Regions from separate parts of the Mus musculus genome. Here all the other regions are linked to region 1. The links are chromatin contacts, called in public Hi-C and HiChIP or PLAC-seq maps. All regions are on one chromosome and are shown on one strand. The core of a region is the stretch at or near the end of the contact, and the rest is flanking DNA. Distances in the headings are between cores, read along the strand shown.

Region 1 (3,616 bases), core at 456-2,955:
GAAAACCGACAGTCCCCAGCCACGAGCTGGCTTCCCTGGACCAAGTAACTTTACCTTCATACACAGACTTCATCCACCGGCTTTAGCCTCGCATCACTCAGAAACATGAACACAGCAAGCCCTCCCTGGCCTCGCCTTCTCAGGTCCCAGGGCTTTCTCTTCATGACAAATTTCCAGAAACAAGTCTGACTGCGCTGTCCATCTTTTCTCTGTATTCGCAAGGACACTCAAACCTCCTCAAACTGCGCATTACTAATTCCATCTCACAGGAGCCACACTGTAACTATGCCCAGTGACCGTCAGGACTCGGGCCAAGTATACACAAATGCCTTTAATGCCTAGCACACGCACTCCACACAAACAACTTCTTGGACTCAATATCCGTTTAACACTCAACACCTCCAGCACCTCCACCTGTTGTATTTGTAGGACTCAGTATTCAAGGGCACTCTTCTACGGCACTCCGTGTACCAGGCCCGATGCCCAGACTGTACTGGGGTGCTCACCACCTGTGAGCTTCCTCAATCTGTATTACAAAACTTAAAGAATGGGTGCCCTGGCTCTAAACCTTTTAAAGAAGGCACTATTTCAGAATACAAGGGCTTACAAGGGGGATTTTTTTAAAGCACTCAGATTTCACACATAGTTGGGCAAACAGCGCAGCTCAATGTGTTCTTGGTTTTAAGTGACATTTAGTCCAAGGCCCTTATAAGAGCAAAAGTCCTAAAACGAAGAACAAGAAAGGGTAAAAGAAGAAATGTGGTGGTAGTAGTGGGGTGATCGGTACTAGAAAAAGTCAGCTACAATCACTGATCACACAACCGAAGACCCAACGGACTTTGGTTACTAGGATACAAGTATGAGTCTCTGGAAAGCCAAGCTCAGTGGCTCTTGGACAATTCCTTCCTTAGGACCCGTTTAGCTTACATTACCAGACACCGAAGGCGACACAACTGTAAGCATAGTTTAGAAAAGAAATGTTTGGGGCACTGTCCTGAAGATACCACGATCACAGCCACTGTCCTGTGGATGGATTCAGACCCACGATCACACGCACGAATCACGGTGACCGTGTAAGCAAGGGTACCTTCCATACCTACCGTACAATCCACCCTAAGGGAAAAATCAGGGGCCGGGAGGACAGGCCCCTTGGCAAGGGACACGCTCAGCAGGGCCCCGGCAAGATGCTCGGCCGGCCGCTGCGCTAGGTCGGTGCTCGCGAGGCCCTTCCCGCGGCCCTTCGCTGCCCGGCGTGCCCCGCGGCTCCGGCCTGGGGTCCTGCAGGGCGCGCGCGCGACGAGGCGGGGGCGTGCGGGGGGAATGGCCCGGCAGAGGGGCCCCGCGCGGGCGGTACCTGCGGGTCGATGTCGCCCACCGCGTAGTACTTGACCTCGCGGAATAGCTCCTCTGGAACTTCGGGCGCCGGCTCCGACATGATCGCGGCGGCGCGGCGGCGCCCGGCCCCGCGTCACCCGGCCCGCCGCGCCCAGCGTCGTAGCTCTGCCTACTGCCCGGCGGCACAGCCCGGCCCGCAGCCGCAGCTGCACTCGGACCCGCGCCCCCGCCCGTCCGAGGCCCGGAGCGCGGGAGCCGTGCGCGCCCTGAGGCACGTACCACCACACCAGCTCGGCAGGGGAGTATGTGGGACCCTCCCGCCTTGCGCGCCGCACAGCGCTCCTTACACCACCGCTTCGGGCATCAGTGCTGATGGTCTACAATAGTTCGTACGGCACATGGCAGCCTTGTCCCGGCCGAGTTTTCACGACCGAGAACCGAGGACACAGAGAGACTATTTCCCTCACATGGCCGCAGTGGACTAGCCAGGGGGCGGGTCCTGGGCGGGACTCCCGTCACCCCGTGCGGCCACCTGACAGCGCATGCGCCAAGGAGGCGGAGCCTCGGCACGGAAGGGGACCTGAACAATCCAGCGTTCGCTCTTCAGCTGTCGCCAGCGCTGCTGTTGGACAGCACGCGATCCGGCCCAGAGTCAGGCAGACCCTGGCTAATGGTTACTTTCCTTCGTCTGCCCCTTCCGCATCTACTGAGGTAGTTGGCGGGGAACTGATCTTCGATGAGGCAGGTTAAGAGCAAAGTAGGAGCCGGCGACATAGCTCAGCAGGCAGACATCTGCCGCCAATCTGAGTTCGATCCCTGGGACACACGTGATGGCAAGCAAGAACCGGCTCCAGCAAGTTGTTCTCTGGCCTCCACAAGCACACTGTTGCGCACACACGTACACACATTACACACACACTCTCTAAATAAATGTACATTTTTCTACGTGTATTGGAGTTTTCCCTGCATGTATGTATCTGCACCCTGTGAGTGTCTGGTGCCCACAACAGTCAGAAGGTGGCTTCAGGATCCCCTGGAACTGAAGTTACACGACACGTGGGTGTTGGGAACCAAATTTGGAGATGCTGCAAGAGAACCAAGTGTTCTGAACTGCTGAGCCGTCCAACCCTCGGTCAACATAGTTTTTAAAGGTAAACAGCAAAATCTATAAAAATTATCTTAGCAGATAATTATATTAAATATGGATGTGTAAAGTTACAGGAAACAATGACAAGCTGAAACTGCTGTGGGGCGCTCGCAGAATGACAAGTCCCGCAACTCGTGATACTGCTCTTTAATCAAGTTTTGTGTTTTCTGTGACCTTCATGCAGATAGAGTGTTGTTCTTTTTTTTTTTTAAGATGTATTTATTATTATAATATGTACGTACACTGTAGACACATCAGAAGAGGGCATCAGATCTCATTACTGATGGTTGTGAGCCACCTTGTACCTTGTGGTTTCTGGGATTTGAACTCGGCCTTTGGAAGAGCAGTCAGTGCTCTTAACCGCTGAGCCATCTCCCCAGCGCCCCCCCCTCCCCCCCGGGTGTTGATGTTCTTATAGTCTCAAACGAACTCAGAGCAGAGCCATTTTGTTTTACAGCGATCAGAAAATAAGCACCCTGTTTAAGTTGGATAAACTGAGTTCAGTTAGGTTAAAAACAAATGGCTTGGCAATTAGGATCATTTACTGCTCTAGCAAAGGACCCAGATTTGATTCCTGACATCCACACGGATGTTCACAGCCACCTATAACTTCAGTTCCAGGAGCTCCAATACCCTTCTGGTGTCTGAGACTATTACAAGCACTGGGTACTACAAGCACAGGCAAAAAGTGAATGTGAAACTAGAAAACACAGTAATGGGAGTACAGTCCCCTCTGCCATGAGAAACCAAAGGAGATGATTGAGATAGTATTTTCTTATGGCGCTTTGGAAGTCAGTAGAGTGTGTGTGCATGTGTGTTTCTATGTATGAATGATGTATGTGTATGAGAACTTCCAGCTGTCTGCACCTCCAGTTACAAGAGTTCTGAAGCCCTACACATACAAATTATGCAGGCAAACGAACTAAAAAATCTTTAATAAACTAAAAATACATTTGGATAAGTATACAGTGTTTTCATTTAGTTGTTCTGTTTAGGTGACTACACACCCAGTAAAGTTAGGTATTTTTTTAAAAAGATTTATTTATTTTATGTATATGATTACACCACCATTGCTTTCTTCAGACACACCAGAAGAGGGCATCAGACTCCCTTAGAAATAGTTGTGAGGCACCA
Region 2 (3,616 bases), core at 346-2,845, 470 kb after region 1:
GAGCAAGGATGCAGGCATGGAGCCAGCCTGGTACCCAGCACTGCAACTGCAGGACTCTGGGGAAGGGCATGCCCAGGCCTTACCTGAGGAATGGGATGATAATTCCACATGTCTTAAACTGAGTCCCCAGGACGAAGAAGTGGTGTGGCAGAGAGGTGAGTGAGTTCTGAATAAAGAGGGTACATGCATGGGGCAACTGAGAAACAGTTGCGGGTAGATCCAGAACCTGTACAACAGGGCTGGGAAGCTACCAAGCACAGGTCAAATTAAGCTCCTCCACTTGCTCTTATAAATAAAGGTTTATTGGAACATAGGCATGCTCAAGTGTTTACAGATTTTCTTTTTATTACGTTTAGTTATCTCACTCTGGAGAGGGTATACATGTCACAGTGCATGTATGGAGAGTAGAGGACAACTTTACGAATTAGTTTTTGCCTTCCTCCATGTGGGTTTTGGGGATTAAACCCAGGTTACTGGGCTTGGTACCAAGCATGTTCATCATGTTCGACCCATGTTGTTGACCCAGTTAGGATTTTGGAGGTGGCTTTTGTGGTATAGAGAGAAAAGTCTTAATAGTGTAAAGACTGCCCAGCCTGTGGGATCTAAGCTGCCTTCTAGCTGACCCTTTACAAAGAAATGTGCAGAAAAAAACAGCACAGAGCAGCTTCAGCTCTGCCTTCCAGATCGAGGAGCACACAGCTGGGACAATGGATTCTGACGGCTGATTTGAGAGGTACTGGCATTGGTGCTGCCTCCAGACTGAGACCTTCCTGAGACCAAAGCTTTTAGGACTTCACAGCACAGTGGGCATCAGCAGGTTACCCACAGGCTGGGGTCCCACCTTACAAGCTTGTGAGACAACTCCCATAAGATACTCCTCCAGTGTTGCAGGTGTGGAACAGGGTTCCACCTGGCTTTGCTTACCAGTCTCATCAGCTTTAAGAACAGCCTGCCTCCTTGGATGCAGAATCAACATCTGCAGCATCGCTGGAGGGGAAACCAAGTCAGGACTGCATACTCAGCAAGCAGCCCCTCAGTGACAGCAATAATCAAGAGTATAGACGTGGAGCAGAATGCTGCTCCACCCTCTGCCCCAGGTGTCACCCCCTAAATGGGACAGCAAGTGTTTTCTTTCCCTTTGGATGATGATAGGCGTCCATTTCTGTTTATCTATGAGAGAGAATTAGGATTGCCTCAAGACACAGAGTGGCACTGCCTCTGGTATTTTGAGGTACCTGCTGTCTGCTTGAAGTCATCTGCATGGAGACAGGGACTCAAACCAAACCAGGAGTCATTCCCATCCAGTTCTCCTAGGTGGGCTTGCTTCAAATAGAAATGGAAGCAGCTATTGGTGAGTTTGCCACTGAGAACAATGTGGGTGAGAGAGGCAGCCCAGACAGTAAAGTGCTGGCTGTGCAAGTGTGAGAAGAAAGTGTTGAGGGGGAAAGTTGTAGGGAGAAGTGTGAAGAGAAAGTGTGAGGGGGAAGTGTGAGGGAAAGTGTGAGGAGGAAGTGTGAAGGGGAAGTATGAGAGGGAAGTGTGAGGAGGAAGTATGAGTGGGTAGTATGAGGAGGAAACGTGAAAGGGAAGTGTGAGGAGGAAGTATGATGGGGAAGTGTGAGGAGGAAGTGTGAGGGGGAAGTGTGAAGGGGAAGTGTGAGAGGGGAGTATGGGGGGAGGGGTATGAAGAAGAAGTGTGAGGGGAAGTGTGAGGGAAAATGTAAGGGGAAATGTGAGGGGAAGTGTAAGGGGAAATGTGAGGAGAAGTGTAAGGAGTGTGACCACCTGAGTTTTTAATCCCCAGAACAAAAGTGAAAAGCCTGGCACAGCAGCATGCACCTGTAATCCCAGAGGGGAGGCAGAGATAGAAGGGATCCCAGTGGGTTAATGGCCAGCTAGTCTAGCTGAACTGGTGAGCTCCAGATTCAGTGAGACACCCTGTTTCAAAAACTAAGATGGAGAGAAACTCAGAAAACAGCCAGCCTTAACCTCTGGCCTCCACAAGTATGATCCTGCATGAACATATATACACCACAAACACACACACACACAAACAAAGAAACAAATGAACTGGGGAGGGGGTGCCCATGCTGGGACCTTATATAGTTTCTAACTCCTCACCCAGATTTTGGGCTATTTGCCCACATGACCCTGTGCCCAGCCCATGCTGGGTGTGTTCTGAACTCATTGGCATCTTCAAATGCACAGAGCACCTCCAACACATGTTTAATTAAAATCCGCACCAAGGCTCTGAAACCCCACTCACACTGCACACAGCACAGGGAGAAGAGGGAAAAGGTAACAGGAGTTTTTATTCTGCCTTCTAAACCCTCCCAGTTTATGCCTCCTCTTGCCAGCCCCAAGGGCCCATGTTCTCTGCGTCAGCTGCTCCTTGCACTACCTCTCCCTCTGGAAGACTTGGAACCTGGTGCTGTAGGCTTCCTCAGGCAGCTGCCTTCATAGGCATATTCCCTCTTGGGCAGCTGGCCCTCAGCACACCCCTACAGGCAGCAGCCAGTCCCCTAGGCTGGGCCTCCTATTTGCATAGGAGCAGAAGTTTTATAAAATCAGAGTAAAGAAAGATGACCAGTACGGGGTCTGTGCGTAAGAGGGCCTGTTTGAGGTGCTAGAAGCTCTGCTTCATCTCTGGTGGGCCCTATGGGGGGCCTGGGAGGCTGCTGTAATGTGCTGGGGTGGGACAGAAAGGCCCAGCTGACCCTGAGACTGAGAGACCAACTCTGGGGAAGAGTGTAACCTACACCCTCCTCAACATCACACTTTAGCACTTCACCTCAACCTCATTCTACCCGACACTCCTTCCAGCTCCCACTGGATAGATGGCTCTCAATCTGTGAGTCATGACCACTTTGACAAACTTCCATCTCCAAAAGTGGTTGAATATAATTTGTAAAAGTAGCAAAATTACAGTTATGAAGTAGCAACCAAAATAATTTTATGGCTAGGGGTCACCACAACATGAGAAACTGTATTAAAGGGCTGCAGCATCAGAAAGGCTGCAAACCCAGGGATAGAATTCTTCTTGGAATCTGACGCTCTCTCAACCCTGTACTTATTATCCCCCTGTGCCCACTTGGTGCTTTTGCAACTGTTCCAGTGCTGGTCCCAGAGCTAGGCTAGAGGTCAACACCACATAGAGGAGCAGCTGTAACATCTCCGAAAGAGAGCCTGACTGAGCGGTCCCAAACCCAAGCCTCCAGTGGTCATCTTGTAGAAAGTGAAGATGCCCAGAGGCAGGCAGACAGCAAGGAGTTAGCTCAAGACTCAAGAGTTAATGAATCCAAAGCCAACCAGAAGCATCCACTGCACCCCAGGCTCCCCTCTCCTCTACACCTGGTATTCCTTTCCCATCTGGGCTTTCTGAGGTCATGCGAAAGTTTCTGTTCTGGGCTTATTGCCTTCCTGCCTACCACCCTCACCGCTCTACTAACTAGAGATGCTCACTGTGGACCACAGAGCTGAGACAAACTCTGTCCTTCCTTTGTTTTCAAATGACCAGAGCCACCTGCGAACCCTGGGATCCAAGGGGTGGGCTGACATCCAAAAGCACGAGAGCACTTCTTTAGGCAGCAGCTGTCTGGTTCCTGGAACTAGCCGA
Region 3 (3,616 bases), core at 693-3,192, 450 kb after region 1:
GTACCAGGTGCTTCTAGCCACCATATTTGTCCCAGTGTACGAGATCCAGACAGACTTGGGATCCCGAAGTAACATGGAGCATGTGCTGTGGAATGTCTGATCAACGTGATAAGCAGGAGTCAGCTTCCACTGAAGTCTAGGGATGTGCTCTGCAGAGTTTAGACAGCTTCTGAATAAAATTCAGGCCACTCATGACAAAGAGAGCTCTATCTATGCCTCTGGCAGAAGACAGTCAGGAAGGTGGGCTCTGTGGCTAAGGCTTTTTGAAACAGGGTCTTTCTACGTAGCTCTGGCTGGGCTGGAATTCCTATGCAGACCACGCTGGCCTTGAACTCGGAGAGATCTGCTTGCCTCTGTCTGCTGATTGCTGAGATTAAAACCCTGTACCACCATGAACAGTTTAAGGCTTTTTTATGATTTATTTTTAGAATTTTTAGTTATGTGGTGGTGGGGGGTGTGAGTGTGTGTGGGTGTGAGTGTACACACAAGTGCTGGTGCCCATAGAAGCAGAAGAGTGTGTTACATTTCTGGGAGCTGGAGTTACACATAGTTTTGAGCCACCTGACATAGGTGGAATTTGGGTCCCCTGTAAAAGCAGCACACACTCTTAGCCACTGAGCCATCTCTCTAGCCTCTTTCCTCTAGGTCCTAGCCTTTAAACCACTCTTGTAGAGGGGGCTTTCCCTCTCCTCAGATAGAACAGTTTGTGTGACATCTGCTGTCTCGCTCCATTGTTCAAACCTTGTCTTCTGAGACAGTGTTTCACTGACCCTGGAGCCCATGGGTTTGCCCAGACTAGCTGGCAGCAAGCCCGAGGGAGCCTCTCTGCCTTCTCAGCATAGATTACAGGCCCTGCTGCTTTAATGCGGTGCTGAGGACCTCTTGTGTATGGATAGCAAGCACTTTGCCCATCGAGCAGCTCTGGAGCCTCCAGGACTCTGTTTGATTTTATGATGCCTTCTGCTTCTCTCTCAGAAGTATTCTAGGTTTTTAGGGTTTTGTTTTGTTTTGTTTTTTAAATGTCTAGCTGAACAATTTGAATTATAAACCTCATAGTACTGTGGGATGCAGCCTGCAGCAGGGTGTCCCCCTGGCCAGGAGAACACTGTAAGGAAGGTCTAACTCAGGGAACCAACTCCTTTGAGCACATCTACCTCATTCCATCTTCAGAAAACAGACATTGCTCCTCTCTCCTTTGCTCCTCATTATCAGCTCCCCAATATTCACATGAGCACCACTCACATTCCTACTTACAAGAAGATGCTGTCTGTAAAGAATGTCCACGGCAGGTCTGAAGGCCAAGAATAAGTGGGACAGAGGCAGCCTTCTCAGGCACACAGTGTGACAGCTGACTCAGAAGCTCTGTCTCCAGGAGGCTTCCCTTGCCTGCTGCAGCCATCCTGCAAACTCAGGAAGTTCTACACAGGAAGCCCAGGGTGGAGGATGAGGGAGAAGGAAAGAGCCAGGTACCCAACAGGGCCTGACATTTTTAGTGGGCCAACAAATGAGGCTGTCTTAGGCTTGGAGTGTGCCATTCTCCAAAAAGGGGGAAGGTTTGGGCCATTTTCAGGACAGTGCGGAGTTATTGTATGTGCTCAAGAGAGGCCATGGGTGAAGTATGCAAAATCAGACAGGACAAAGCAAGGAACTGAGCATCTTTGAACAGAGAACAATATCTCGGGATCAGGGAGCTTTCTTTGAGAAGTTTGTAATTACCTGCTTCTGCTGGGGAAGCTCTTCCTCCCTTCAAATGGCCAAACGTTAGGATCTGGCTGCTCCGCACTGTCCCAATGCCCACGAGGAGGATTAAGACTCCCCACCCCCCTTTAATCCAAAGCCTCTCCCCACAGTGGTGAAGAAGGCACAAATGTTAAATTCCCTAAGTTTGGGGAGAGGGAGGAGCTTGTTAACCCTTTGAGGGGGTCTGGGAGGATGAGAAGCAGTGGGAGAAAGATCCGCCTGCTGGCTCTTCCTGGAACAGCACAAGCCCCACAGGACTGTGAGTCCTGCCCAATAAGCAGGAAATGTGACTTATCTTCCCTTCCCAGCTCTGGGATACCAAGAGCTTCCTAATCAATCAAGGTGTCATCATTGTAGCTAAAACAGAGCGCCACACCATCCACAGTTGTGCCTAGGCTGTCTCTGCTCTGAAAGGCAAATAAGAGCCTGTTTCTGGTAGCCACCCATTTATTCTCATGTGTACATGCACACATGCACATGTGCTCACACAGATTCACTTATACACATGTGCAGACATACAGATATGCATACACACACTTATACAGGTGCACACACACATGCACATACATATAATTGAGCATACACACCTAGGCACATATACATCCATATATGGACTTAGACAAGTCACTGCCTGGAACCCTTGCTCTCACTAACTCTGGTCCTCTTAATGGTCTGCCTGGTGACTTCAGACTTGCTAGCAAGAAGCTAATCAGGAAGGGAGCCTGGCTGCTGGGACCAGGGCTAAACCTGTTCCCAGCTCAGTGTACAATCCAGCTGCACTGGCCTTGAAAGAGCCCTGATGGCAGGGCCTAGGCACTTTGGAGGTCTCCTCTGTTGGATCGCAAGGGTTAGCATGGAGACTTGCAGGTGACAAGACTCTAGATCACGTGTGAATGTGCAAGGAGGTGCGCAGGGCTGTAGGCACAGTGCCAGCAAGCACTGGATACTCCTAAGCCACAGAGGACAGTGGATGAATGGAAGCTCCATCTCTTCAGGTTCTCTCGGGATGTGGACTTGTAGGTTCTTCTAGGGACGTGGGAGATGAGGAAGTCTGAGACAGCCCTAGTGATCAGGGTGCCAGGCTGACCTAAACAAAGGGATTAGAGGTAAGCTCCCTGTGTTGGTATCAGGCATCACGCAGACATAGGGTGTCCGTCCTGGTGCTGAAGAGTCAGATAGCTATGCCCATCAGGTCTTGCCCACCACCATGTTGAACATCTGGGCCATTTCAGTGGATTGAAAAGTGGATTGAAAGAGAATTTCCTGTGGCTGTTTCTGTTCCTGGTGTGACTGCACTGGAGAAGAGGGGACTGATCAGAGGAACATCTCTGTGAGGTGAGGAACTGGAGTCTGCTGCCCCCACAGCCAAGCCCCAAATAAAATCCCTATTATCTCTTGCATGGGGTGGACACTCAGGGTGGTGATAAAGAGGCTCTCCCAAGGGATAAATAACAGCACAAACTAGAAGGCAATTCTGCCATCTCCCCGCACTGCAGCCCCTTTCCTGCCAATTGATGTCCATCTTTGTTCCTGAAGATTAATGAGTGTGGAGGAGACATTTAGCTCCTATATCCCCAGACTTCATGTGGAACTCAAGTGCAGCCACTTAAACTGACCACCCATGTCTCTTCTTTCCCTGCTCTGTGAGCTCTGGATACTCTGACTCATCCTGGCATTGTCTACCACACTACTGTAGTGGTCGTGTGGCCTACTGCATGTGAAGAGAGCAGTTGTGAAGTGAGGAGCGAGGCAGGCTTTTATTTGGGTTTGAGGTTGTTTCTTTTTTCTGTTTTTTGTTTTTGCATATCCAGTGACTAGGGCATATGTCCAAGACAAATTTCCTGACTCACTGCCCTGGCTAAGGCAGGCTGCCACC
Region 4 (3,616 bases), core at 433-2,932, 420 kb after region 1:
GCCTGCCCATCACTGTGTGATTCTACAGCAATGTATTTTTTCAAGGCACACCCTAGTAAGACTGAGGTTAACTTTTTGTAAAATCAGCTTTAGCTGATTTAGCTTTAGCTCTTGACCCACTTGGTGTAGCCTAGCCTGAGATACAAAACTTGAATTAACCCTAGGAAAACACTCTTCCCGAGAAGCCTGTGGGGGTGGGAGAAAGGATTTTGGGGCCACAGCTCCAACATTTATCTCTCTCTATATATATATTTGTTAACGACTCTTGGCCTCCATTCGGATTTCAGCTGAGAAACCACAACCCCTGCTTCCTTAGGCAACAAGAAAGGCTCTCCATACCAGCAGAATACCCAGACAAGCAATGTGCAAATGGTGTCCATGTCCCCAGGACAGGGGACACAAGGCACCTTGCTTTTATAAAACTCCCTTCACCTTCCCCACAGATCACCGAAGCATGCCACCACCCCTGAGATGTCTCACAAGCCAAAGCACCAAGTGTTCAATGAAGACTTAAGCTGAGGGGCAGCACAGGACAGCAGGGCTGTGAGTGTACCTGACTGTGCACTGTTCATCAACCACTCAAGAGTAGCTCCAGGAAGGCAAGGGGAACCCCAACAGGCTCTTAGAAGGGGGCTTACCGCGAATTTCAAAGGTCTGAAGGCATCAGAATAAAAGAAGAACTTTTTATATTCTTTGTATATTTTGTCTCCCTTCCTCGGAGCATATCTCCTGAAATACTTCTGCTTGGTCACTGGGTCGTCCTCCAGCTGGTAATCGTTCATTCGCATACACACTTTATCCAAAAGGTCGATGAGGAACGCCTCGGACTGGGCCAGGGGAACCTACAAGAAGAACAGAACCAGCCAGGACACTTGCCCATGCCCACGCCCACGCCCACGCGGGTCCAGTGAACAAGTGAAGGGACGGCTTCCCGCAGCCGCATCATTCTTTATGCAGCTTAAAGCAGGCTTAAATTCTAGTGAGAAAATAACGTGCTTGACAGTGGACAGTAAGAGACAGAGAAATCTAGAAGCTGTACTTAAAGATAATTTTTAAAAGTTGTTGAGTAGAGGCTGAAGCACAGAAAATGGGAGGAGAGGGGGGCGTCGAGAGCGCATCAGTTCTGTGGGGAAGCCACACTTCTGCCCATCCCGCGTCGCGCTGCCCCCCTCGCCTTCCGGACTTCCCGAGGAGGCTATGCGGGGTCCACACCGAGGTTGTCAGGGGCAGCAGGGCCCGGTTGCCCCTCATCGGCCTCGGCTTGCTCTGGGAACAGCTGGCGCGCGTCCCGGGAGCCCCTCTCCCTCCAGGACCTGCCGGGGCGCGCTGGGATCCGTGCCACCACCTCCGCCCCGGGCGCGGGTCAAAGAGCACCCCGCGCCCTTGGAAACCGAGACAAAACCTTGTGCGGCGTCTAGACGGGTCAAGGTGCAGGAGGCCGGGTCCCTGCGGCTCCTTCCGGAAGGGGCGTGGAGCCGCCAAGGGCGTTCGTCCGGGCCCGCGGCTTTGCGGGCTTTCTCTCTCTCCACCCTCTGCTGATCAAAGAAGGAAGTTTGCATGACAACTGCGCTGAAAGGGGCTGCATGACAAATGAACTCGGTTTCTGCAGTGTTGATATATCCAGCTCCCTTTGTCCCCTTTCACACGCAGTGTGAACCCTTCCGGTGCCAACGACTGCGCGACATTCACTGGCGCGCTCGGGGCGCACAAAGGGTCCCGACGTTTCCCCGCCATCTGGCCGCAAAGCCGATCCGCAATTAATTTGAAAGCGCGGATGGCGGAGCCCGAGAGGAACACTCCCTGATCGCCGCCGCCCCCAGCGTCCACCAGGAACCGACCCCAGGCACGCACTTTACCCGGAGCGCAGGGACGGAGCACGAGGATCGCGCCGCACCTGCTGCGGCCCAGGTGAACCTCAGGCCACCGGGAACTCTCAAGGCTCTTGCTTCGCAAGAGCAATTAATTAAATGCGTCTGCGAACTAAAATGAGAACACTTCACAGCAGGTGTCAAGTTTTTTTTTTTTCAAATTCAGTAAACTAAAAATAAATAAATGTCTACAGTGAAAAACCTAGATTCTACAATGGCACTTTCAAATACAAATGGCATTTTTATCTGTGCTTTTCAAGCTTTATAAGTTGCAAAGAAGAAATTCACAGGTTTACTGGCACAACTGAAAATCGGATGACTCTCCGGTAAACTCGGAGAGTTTACTGGGAAAGGCGCGAGATCGCAAAGGTGAATTCTCACACGAAAGACTCAAAGCAGGTCTTTAACACAACGAGGGCTCGGATTTTCCGGGATGCCCGACTGTTGAGCATCTTTCCTTAACTGTTAACGTAAAAGTGTCAGTTTATAGTTGTCCACAAAGCAGGATTTTAAGTCACAGCGAAAGAGGGTCATTCATTTAAAAAAACCTAACAGCAACTAGGAATTTCATTCTCTCCTTCCCTCTCCCATGAAAAAAAGCAAGCAGGCTCTGTGTAGGAGTGGGGAAGGGTCTTGGGTGGGACGTCTCAGGCATAGGGAAAGGGCCCTGGGAAGACCAGTCCGGTTACCAGGTCGGAAGGTCCTCACATACTAAGCGTGTCTTCGCCTCCTTAGAAACTGTTCTGTTTTAGTTCCCTTTTCAAGTTGACCTAATACCTAGAGCTGTGTACAGAAGAATGCTGAGTCTTAGAAGTTTGTTTTAAAGTATAACCTTACACCTTTGGATAAGGAGGCAGTGTGCCCTCCTTTAGCACAAATAGTGTGTGTGTGTGTGTGTGTGTGTGTGTGTGTGTGTGTGTGTGTGTTCGCGCGCGCGCGTGAATTTCTACAGGTTTTGTTTTGCCCTTTTTTTTTTTTAAGTCTGAAGATTGACAGCTTTTGAATGGCGTTAGCTAGCTAGCCTTTTGCAGTAGTCTTTAAAATCAGGCGCAGTTGCTGCTGAGGGCTTACAGGATGCTAGATAAGCATCTCCAGAAAGGGAAAGGGCCCTCCCAACGTGATAGTGCTGAGGTCATTTTACCGAAGAATCTCCAAATTTTGATCTTAAAATCCCCAAGCACCGTGTATTGGGAAAACATTTTAAAAAGATGTTTCTCATCACAGCTCTTCATACATGTATTAACATTACATTAATATGACTGTACTCAGCTGACCCACCTTTGGTATATTTAAAGACTGTTCATAGAATAATTGACCCCCACCCCCTACCCCCGATTGTTCGGATTCTAAGAGTGCAGTACGTAGTGAGACAAGTGGAATAAGAACCAAGTCTTTCTTTGTACACAGTGAAGGTTTTGAATGGGACTTGTCAATAAAGCGACTCCCTTTGTGATCTTCCAGGAACCTCGCCTCTGCAGGCAAGGACTGTCTCAGAGATACTGGCCTCATTAAAATATGAATGGAACAGGCCGCCATCACCACTGCTGTGTCGGTAGAAAACCCGTTCATGCTCTGGAACAGTTTTCTTCCTGTTTTATGGGGACTTTTATAGCATGTTAGAAATGTAAAAGTGATCTGGGATCTTTTCCTTACTATTCTGGGGAACCACAGTCAAAGTAAACCCAACACCTCGCAGTTTTGAAGCCCTCCTACACCTCTAAATCACACGTGGCACATGCCGTATCTAC

What was found. A called contact is a pair of places that touch in the nucleus more often than the background predicts. HiChIP or PLAC-seq counts read pairs in DNA pulled down with a chosen protein or histone mark.
Region 2: a contact with region 1 is called in an H3K4me3 HiChIP or PLAC-seq map of bone marrow-derived macrophages, with 2.9 times the contacts expected there. The contact joins the enhancer-like site here to the promoter of Paxip1 in region 1. A contact is called at or near these places in 1 of 39 promoter capture datasets (cranial neural crest), 2 of 484 Hi-C or Micro-C datasets (B cells and CD8 T cells) and 7 of 115 datasets of contacts at active chromatin or transcription factors (bone marrow-derived macrophages, embryonic forebrain, embryonic limb bud and 4 more).
Region 3: a Hi-C map of cerebellum shows a contact between it and region 1, with 2.1 times the contacts expected there. The contact joins the enhancer-like site here to the promoter of Paxip1 in region 1. A contact is called at or near these places in 5 of 39 promoter capture datasets (the 3T3-L1 cell line, HPC-7-derived erythroid cells, cranial neural crest and 1 more), 2 of 484 Hi-C or Micro-C datasets (cerebellar granule neurons and cerebellum) and 3 of 115 datasets of contacts at active chromatin or transcription factors (embryonic stem cells and stem cell-derived neural progenitor cells).
Region 4: an H3K4me3 HiChIP or PLAC-seq map of embryonic stem cells shows a contact between it and region 1, with 14 times the contacts expected there. The contact joins the promoter of Cnpy1 here to the promoter of Paxip1 in region 1. A contact is called at or near these places in 3 of 39 promoter capture datasets (cranial neural crest, neural stem cells and second pharyngeal arch cranial neural crest), 6 of 484 Hi-C or Micro-C datasets (all in embryonic stem cells) and 6 of 115 datasets of contacts at active chromatin or transcription factors (embryonic stem cells, large pre-B cells and stem cell-derived neural progenitor cells).

What each region holds. Positions count from the first base shown.
Region 1 is chr5:27,789,845-27,793,460 of GRCm38.p6, forward strand. Paxip1 (PAX interacting (with transcription-activation domain) protein 1) reads right to left here and starts at 1,706. Exons shown (of 21, transcript NM_018878.3): 1 at 1,355-1,706. The coding sequence starts at 1,435.
Region 2 is chr5:28,258,001-28,261,616 of GRCm38.p6, forward strand. No RefSeq gene overlaps it. Among named protein-coding and RNA genes, the nearest start is that of Gm35524, 33 kb to the right of the region's middle. Within about 2 kb of position 1,596, at least 23 of the 459 cell types and tissues checked have an H3K27ac peak or open chromatin away from gene starts, as enhancers often do. A contact at or near this core is called in bone marrow-derived macrophages and memory CD8 T cells, where this site is marked.
Region 3 is chr5:28,236,464-28,240,079 of GRCm38.p6, forward strand. It overlaps a transcript of Cnpy1 not described here. Among named protein-coding and RNA genes, the nearest start is that of Cnpy1, 28 kb to the left of the region's middle. Within about 2 kb of position 1,943, at least 19 of the 459 cell types and tissues checked have an H3K27ac peak or open chromatin away from gene starts, as enhancers often do. A contact at or near this core is called in cerebellar granule neurons and cerebellum, where this site is marked.
Region 4 is chr5:28,208,486-28,212,101 of GRCm38.p6, forward strand. Cnpy1 (canopy FGF signaling regulator 1) reads right to left here and starts at 1,683. Exons shown (of 3, transcript NM_001310511.1): 1 at 639-1,683. The coding sequence starts at 788.